Linked DNA regions of Lactuca sativa: region 1 is linked to region 2. Evidence: chromatin contacts called from public Hi-C data. All regions are on one chromosome and are shown on one strand. The core of a region is the stretch at or near the end of the contact, and the rest is flanking DNA. Distances in the headings are between cores, read along the strand shown.

The links. Hi-C and Micro-C count contacts between places; a contact is called where the count stands out from the background.
Region 1: a Hi-C map of bud shows a contact between it and region 2, with 10 times the contacts expected there. The contact joins the promoter of LOC111877949 here to the promoter of LOC111877943 in region 2. A contact is called at or near these places in 4 of 4 Hi-C or Micro-C datasets (bud, leaf and seed).

What each region holds. Positions count from the first base shown.
Region 1 is chr5:264,708,199-264,712,454 of Lsat_Salinas_v11, forward strand. It overlaps LOC111877949 (myb family transcription factor EFM), which reads left to right and starts at 2,768. Exons shown (of 5, transcript XM_023874456.3): 1 at 2,768-3,254; 2 at 3,619-3,881; 3 at 3,986-4,256. The coding sequence starts at 3,035.
Region 2 is chr5:264,432,604-264,437,095 of Lsat_Salinas_v11, forward strand. LOC111877943 (upstream activation factor subunit UAF30) reads left to right here and starts at 1,917. Exons shown (of 6, transcript XM_023874449.3): 1 at 1,917-2,500; 2 at 3,126-3,222; 3 at 3,307-3,481; 4 at 3,600-3,659; 5 at 3,751-3,920. The coding sequence starts at 2,181.

The DNA.
Region 1 (4,256 bases), core at 1,518-4,017, 280 kb after region 2:
AAGAGGGAGGAGATGAAGAATATAAGGGCAACATGGTCATTTAGATAATTTTAATGCCTCGTCGATTAAGTTAAATCGTATGGAGAACAAAAGGGTGACATAAACCTTTTTAGGGGATGCGAGGATTAGAATTTAAAAAAAAATCAACTTAATTAAAAAAACCACATAACCATTAGGAACATTTTTCTTAATTTACTAATTTTTTTTATAGCATATTAATTCCATATCATTGTGAAATTCTTGCTTCCTACGAGACAACAAAGCATACATAGTATTGCAATGTTGATCATTAAGAGATCTGTTATATGAAAACCCCTAGCACTTCGTCATAATATCTTGTTTAATATATCATTCATCAATATGCTAAAAGGGTAAGACTCGTGGATTCTAAAGGAACATATATAGAACATATCTTGCGTACACGTTACAATTTTACCATAATCCATTTGATCTCCTTTCAATGGACAAAAATAAGATTACACATTGTTCTTACTTATCGCATAATTGTTTTTTTTAGTTGAATCACTTAAACCTGTTAAGGAATAGAATATTCATGATAATGACTATCTAAAACATTTTCTCTGGTCGATACATAAAGATTCAAAATAACAAAGGAAAAAACTTGAATCAATTCAATGACTTCCACTTCTACCATTAAATCATTTCACGAACATATTTTTCGTAATATCTGTGAATCTTCAAATAGAGATTACTTTCTATTTTAGAATTAATTAATGTTTAGTAAATATCAAAGGAAAAAAGAAATTAAATTAAGAATATAAATCAATTTTTTGTTAGAAATATGTTTATATTTATGTTAGAGATTTGGGATTAAGGACACTTGAAAATTCTGAGATCGTGTTTAACACTTTCAAATCGAAATATTTGGATGGTACTTCCAAATCTTCAATTAGATCATATTCAACGGTTTGAAAACAAGAAAGAAAATGAAAAGTTTATTTTGTCCGTTGTGTTCTTCAACATAAAGTATCATACTTAAAAGTTTGACCAAAACTTTCCTTTTATATGTCTCTTTGCAAATGGTTACAAAATAGTTTCCAATGTTTAAAAAGACACAAAACAGGTGTTTAACCAATGAATAAAAATATACGTGACATGTGTCCCAAAAAGTTGTCTTTAACAGTCAAACATGTCACAAAAACAGTCATTTTAACAATTAGATAAAACAATGAACCGATGAGTAAAACAATGAACTGCACTTGTTGCGATTCACGGTTGCGAAAACAATTTCATTGCGATCGTTCCGATGCGATCATATGTGGGCCGTATCAATGTGATCCATCAAAGATCGTTCTGATGCGATCACAAGGATTGTTCTAAAATACATCATTCCAACAAGTTGCGAACGATTGCAGTTGAACAATAACTTGCTATCTGATGCGATCCAACCCAATGCAATAGTTCCAAAGTATTGTGTTACAACTAGTTACGATCGATCGCAATTGAACAGTAACATGCTATCATTGCGAAAATGCATCTGCATCCAGTATTCCGAAATCTCATTTGCATCTGATCGCATTCACATTACGTCAAATTACAAATTCAGTATTTGTCCGAGACCAACTTCATTTCGAGACTAATTCCATCCCGATGTCATTTTTTGTCCAAGATCAACTACACTCCGAAATCAGTTTCGGGCCAATACTAACTTATTCCGAATTGTTTTTGTTTTGATTTCAAATCAATTCCAAAATCAATTTTGCCATTATTTAAAATCTTGAATAAACTTTAAACAAGTGTGTATTTCACACTTTCATTACTTTTTTAAAATTTATCAGAATTAATTTTAATCAAAAGTCAATCCATTACACTTAAATATACTTAATGAAACAATTTACCAACATTTTTCAATTTTGCCCGAGGCGACAATAAAACCCGTTAAAAATGACAAAATTGTGATTTTAGAGCCACACGGACAAAAACCGTAAAAAATAGGTAAACAAAAATGACCAAATTTACACTTTTCTCTAAAAATCAAGAAATACTAAAGTGTACTAAAATCCATGTTTTGAAAACCGGACCGGACCGGCCGGTTCGACCGGTTCAACCGGGAACCGGTCCTGGATCCGGTTCATATAGGTCAAAAAACCGGCATTTGTTTGAACCAGTGAAAACCGGTAAAAACCGGTCGAACCGGTAAAAACCGGTCCGGTTGAACCGGTAAAACCGGTCAAAACCAGAAATTTTAAAAAATATTTATTTTTTTAATTTTTTGTATTTTTTATATAATTAAATATAATTATGACATCATCCGGTTTTTCCGGTTTTTAAGACCGGTCCGACCGGTTGAACCACTTGAACCATCGAACCAGTAAGACGACCGGTTCGGTCTCCGGTCCGGTTTTCAAAACCTTGCCTAAAATTGTAACTTTTATATTCAACAAAACCGATATAACAATTTTTGATTAGGTTACTACTAGCGAGTCTATAAGTGTCAAATAAGTATAAATAAGTTCAGCCAACAACAAAAGATGCCAAATGAATCGGAAGTCATGAAAAATATATTTTTAATGCATATAACTTTTTAAAATAACATTATTTGGAAAGTAAATATAAAAATATAAAATTGATATCGACCTAACTTGTACTAGAAAACCAATGAATGATCCGAAAAACCTGGGGTATTTTGGGTATTTCACATGTAATATAAGTTACAACATTAAACCGGGTTAATTCCGTGGATGAAGTAGTGGGTGGGCTAAGATGACATTACGCGACGAACCGAGGGAGTGACAGATACACACACATACACCCCATCTCAAAAATGAAAAACCCATTCATTCTATTTCTCTCAGAATCTTACGTCTCTCTCTCTCTCTCTTCCTCTTTCTCTCTCTCTCTATGTCTAGATTCCAATATTCTTCTTTTTCACAAATTTCTCAGCATATGACATAATTACAAGTATACATAGATCCTCACTCCCTTCACATTCTCTTAGTATCCATTTTGATCATCAGCATCAACAACAAAAAATAATCAAATCGGAACAACACACACAGGGGAGAGATAAAAGATGGGGAGCTTGAATCCGCCTCCTGAGCTGAGTTTGGATTTCAAACCCACTTTTATCCCCAAAACAATCAGTCAATTTCTAGAACAAGTATCCACAATCGCTACGCTATCTGACAAGATATTGAAACTCGATGATTTTGTTACCCGATTAGAAGCCGAAATGCGGAAAATCGATGCCTTCAAACGGGAACTCCCTCTTTGCATGCTCCTCATTAATGATGGTTCGTTTTCTATTTAGGTTTCTCTTCTCACACCTGTGTTTTTGTATCTCTCGCTTGATTTAATGCCATTCGGAAATGGGTTTTTGATTTTCTCTGTATTTACGTACACTAGTTGTTTTTGTTTTCATTTTTACCTGGTGTGAAGTGTGATTATTCTTTTCTAGATGATATTTGGGTATTCCAAGATCTTGATAACAATGCATTTCTTTCTCACCAACTGTTTGACAATTTGATAAGTAAAGCCACAGTCAATCTATTTCATAAGGGGATAATCTCGGATACCGCGGACAAACTGTTTGATAATCTGTTTTGGAAACGATTAACGCTAGTACAAATCAATTTATCTATTGCTTTCTTTTTTCAGCAATCATTACATTGAAAGAGGAGACGATTGTTTTGAAGAAATCATCAAACCCTGAGCCAGTACTTGAAGAATTCATACCCCTCAAGAACACTAGTGATGAAGATGCAAAACTCGAAATCATCAGTAAAGAAAAGTGCGGTGGAGACAAGAAGAATTGGTTGAGCACCACTCAGCTTTGGAACAATCCAAATCCAAATCCAAATCCAAACACAAATCAAACCCAAATTTGGAAACCAAAATCAATTCATCAAATTACCAAAAAGGTAAATTAAAAGGGTACATGATCGATCGTGTATTCGTGTACCATAAGTCGTTTCATAAGCAAATAACTGAAAGCATTCTGAATTATTAATATGTGTGATCGCAGAGAACTGATGAAGAAGATGATGGAATGATCGACGATCCATATCCCACCAAAGCATTTATCCCATATAAGGGAATTTGTGGGTTTACAGTGGTGGAGGAAGATAAGGAGGAATCACCGATTCCAGGGCTCTCTCTTATCACCCCTGGAATCAAGAATCCAATGAGGGGAAACCTTTTGCTTACAAAAACAAATTCCAATTCCAGATTGCTTCCTTGTTCTTCACCAAATGCTCAACAAACATCTAGAAAACAAAGAAGATGCTGGTCAACAG
Region 2 (4,492 bases), core at 667-3,166:
TACTCAAGTTTTAGTAATGATACATTTGTGAAAATATATCAAGATATAAGACCTCGTTTAGGTACAATTGTAGGAACTTTAGATCTTTTTTTTTTCTTACACGACCCAACCTAGACCCGTAACTAGTATTCATGTGCACATATCCTGTCATTTGGCTCCATCGTTCTATCATCCAACTCTTCACCTTTGTGTGCATAGATCCTGACATTTGGATCGATCAATGTTGAGACTGGATTGCACTACAATATGCCAAATTCCTAAAGTATATTTTTCGACGTTGGTATATTTTCTCTTATTTCATGAATTTCTATTATGTCATCCCTAATAATGATCAAGTCATCCATATAGACCAACACAATTGCCAATTTTCTTTCTCTTTATTTGATGAAAAAACTTGAGTTACTTTGCGTCATTGAATCACTGCTTCAAGTAAGAAATTTAGCAATCTTACCATACCGAAATCTTGGTGTCTACTTTAATCCATTAAAAATATTTTCTCAGATTGCTCACATAAATAGGACTAACTACATCCTCATAAACCTTTTGGTTGATTTAATTATGTAGACCCTCGATCCAACTCTCCATTCAAAAAAGCGTTTTCATATCCCTCTGCCACAATTTCTAGTCTTCACTTTCCGCAAGGGCTAGCACGACCCATACAATAATGAACTATGATATTGGACTAGACATTTCATCATAGTATAATATATATCATTGTGAGAGCCCTCGAGCATTAGGCAATCCTTGTGTCTCTCGATTAATGCATCCGGACGACACTTTATTTTGTATGAATCATTAACAATAAATGGGTTTGATATATCTTGGTTTTGCCGGTTCCCACGTATGACTATGCTCAAATGTTGTAACTTTTTCTTCCATCGCTTTATTCCAAATTGAGTTTTGTGGTGCTTCTTCACACATCTTCGTCTCTTTTACACTATTATGATATGATTACATTAGCATACTTAGAATCTGGATTCAAGATTATTTCCGTTTACCTATGTTATGGAGGAAGTGATTCAGTTTCACCTACTTTGCTTGATAGTTTCACCCACTTTGCTTGATTGAGTAACTACTTGCTCACCAGCATTAGTGTCATTTGGATCTTCAGGTGCATCAACACTCGATCAAATACGTGCAATTTTCTCCCTATCTTTTGTTGCAGAATTTCTTTTATGTTGTTCGAGTCTACTAAATACTTTATCCTCCAAGGAACACCATGAAGATGCATACATGGTCATTGTGTTTTCAATCTAAACGATCGACAATAATGTTTTGTTGGCTGTAAGTATCACACAACTTCCTTAGCCCTTTTCTACTCCTTAGCCTCGTAGTTTCTTCTGATCGTCACTCATGCATTTCAAATCAATATCTGGCCATTCTCATTATCAATACACTTCCCATCATTTCCATGAATGGTACCTTGTTTTCTTATGACATAGAGTGCGTCAAAATGCCATTCATCCTCCATCTCTTGTTTTGGAAGTTATCCTGTAGCTTTCAACAAACTTTTTCTTCAACCAACAATCTTTGGACATGTGTGACGCTTCTATCCATAATTGTAGCAATTGCCTACGGACCTCATCCTAGATAAATCTTGTTGTATTACTTGTATAACACATTACAAGTCATGTAATATGTAAACCAAATGATAAAAAAAATATATTTATTCATAGAGATTTGATCTTGTATTTAGAAGCACTAAGTTCAAAAATTCTGCTAAATATGAGTTAGACCATATGCATGTGGGGTACTTTTTTCTCTCGCCCTTATACATCTATCAGACTATCACCATCTTATCTATTTGTTATATTATATGAATTTTCGTAATGTATTATTTTTATATGTTGCATATGCAACGGGATAAGACATAGTTCTTATAAACACACGTTGCAAATAAAATACAAAATTTTAAAACACAACATTATCCAAAAACATAAACAAAAATCAAAACACGAGATGATCCAAAAAGAAAGAAAAAAAATTGCATTTTTGTTGGTTACCAATAAAGGTTTCTTGAATGTGTGCAGAGTTGCAGGGTTAGAGAATATCCCCACTTAACCTAGTTTCATTCAGACCCCTCGTTCTAATCATCCCTTGCTTCGTCTGCATGCCAAACCCTTGCCCAAAATCAAACACCCACTGTTCCATTTCCATTTTCCAAACCAATCCAATCCAATATGTTGACGGATTCCGAACTCCTGGAACGTTTGCACCATGTTCTACGAACATCCGACCTCGATACCGCCACTCCCGCCACCGTCCGCCGCAAAATGGAACAAGATTTGGGTATTGATTTATCCGACAGAAAACCCTACATTAGACAACAAATTGATTTGTATCTTGAGTCTCACTATACGAATGATAACGCGGAGGGAGACGCTGAGGAATCGGGGAATGCGAAGGTGGAAGAGAGCGTTAATGGTGGAAGTGCCTCCAAGGAAGGAGATGATGACCAACAAGAGGAAGAAAGTGATGCCGAATCGACGAAGATAGACAGGTAAGCGTCTTTATGTGTTATTGTTTAATTTATAGGGTTGGTGTAGCTGCATTTATTTCATTTGAAATTGAACCTGATTAGTTTCCCTGATATAAAATGTGAAATTGTTGATCAATATTCCCAAGCTTTTGTGAGTAACATATAATTGGTCTTGTTTGTCGAATGCTGGTTCGTGTCTAGGTTTAATTGTAAATGTTGTTTTGAATTTTTCTCATTAAGAGGGACAGATGGTGTTCTGATGAAGTTATAGTTGTCAAACAAAGAGAAACCAGTGAAGCAACTAGCTTTGAATCTTGTTCTTGAAAGCATGAATGTGATTCGATTATCTTGAAATAGTGTTAGAGATTACCAAAAAGGAATTGTCCAAGTCTCCAAGATAATTCATAAATGAACTCTCTTAAGTCTTAATGATAGGCAGACTTTCACCAAAGATAATATGGATCAACAAATCATCGAAAAAGGTCATTTGAGCATATTAGGATATATCTTGTTAATCAAAGGCTATCATACTACTTACCTTTTGTGCAATCTTGATCAACTGTTTTCTATTCAGAGTAGCTTGATTGATTAATCTCCACATCTTTCTTTTTAATAAATCATAATCTACTTTAATTGTCTTATCAAGTAAGCACAAGAAAAAGGGAGGCGGTTTTAGCAAACCATGTGCACTTTCTCCTCAACTTCAAAAGTTTACTGGAGAGTCTGAAATGGCTAGAACTGAGGTATATCATCACTCACATTATGCTTTCAAGTTTTTCTGTAAAATCAACAATTTTAACTGAGGTTCTCTTTGTTTGATGCTTCAGGTTGTGAAGAAGATATGGGCTTACATTAAAGAGAAAGATTTACAGAATCCAGCAAACAAACGAAAAATCTTATGTGATGAAATGCTACACGAATTATTCCGTGTGAAATCCATTGATATGTTTAAAATGAATAAAGCACTTAGCAAACATATATGGCCAATAGAAGAAGAACAGGGTATTAACTATTAAGTATTAACTATTATCCTATGTTTATATTATATAAAGATAAAGATGAATCAAGTCATGTGATTTATACTACTTTGTCAGATAATTAGTTACATGTTTTTATTCAGAAACTCCAGTTTCAGTCAAGCCTTTAGCGAAGAAGAAACAAAATAAACGAGTGAAAGAAGGTATTAATAACAGATTAACAGATGTTGTATACTTGTAGCTGGTTATTTTTATAGATAAAATACTAACTTTTTTATATTTGTTCTTTTTTAGATGAAGCAGAGCAAAAGGAAAAGAAGCAAAAAACAAAGAGTTCTGGATTTGTTATTCCACTTCCAATGTCAGAAGCACTGGTGCAATTCTTTGGTACAGGTGAAATTGAACTATCTCGTTCTGAAGTTGTGAAGAGAATTTGGGAATATATCAAAAGGAATGATCTTCAGGTGTGAATTTAGTACTTACTCTTTTTATCTGAGTTTATTTGAAAGGGTAAAATGCAAGAAATAGCAATGTACTTCCATTGATTTGTTTATTCTAGCATTTTACTTTCTTTTCTTTGTATTACAAAATTGTACGTTGAAAAATCTATCCATTATAGCAATGTCATCCAACTACAAAAGCAATTATCACTGATATTATAATTGAATAGATTTTTCAAAGTATAATATCCTAATAAGAAAAAGGTTTTAGGTTGAAATTTGCCTTACAACTTTTAACCATGATCATTTAGCTTTCAAAATTTATCTTCATCACATGTTTCACGAGTTACCTCTCTTTAGCCAATTTTTTTTGTAACAAGAATTTTTTTACAACTTCGTTTTTACAAATTTTTACGCTTTTTTGTGAGCTTTTTACAATGCCGTAAAAAAAAGATGTAAAATATTTGTAAAAACAAAGGTTGTTTTCAATTTTTTTTCCAACCACATAGAATTATTTTTTCTAACTTCCTTTTACAAAATTTGTAAAAACTATTTACAAATTTTTTACAAAAATCTTTCGAAGTTGTAAAAATGTT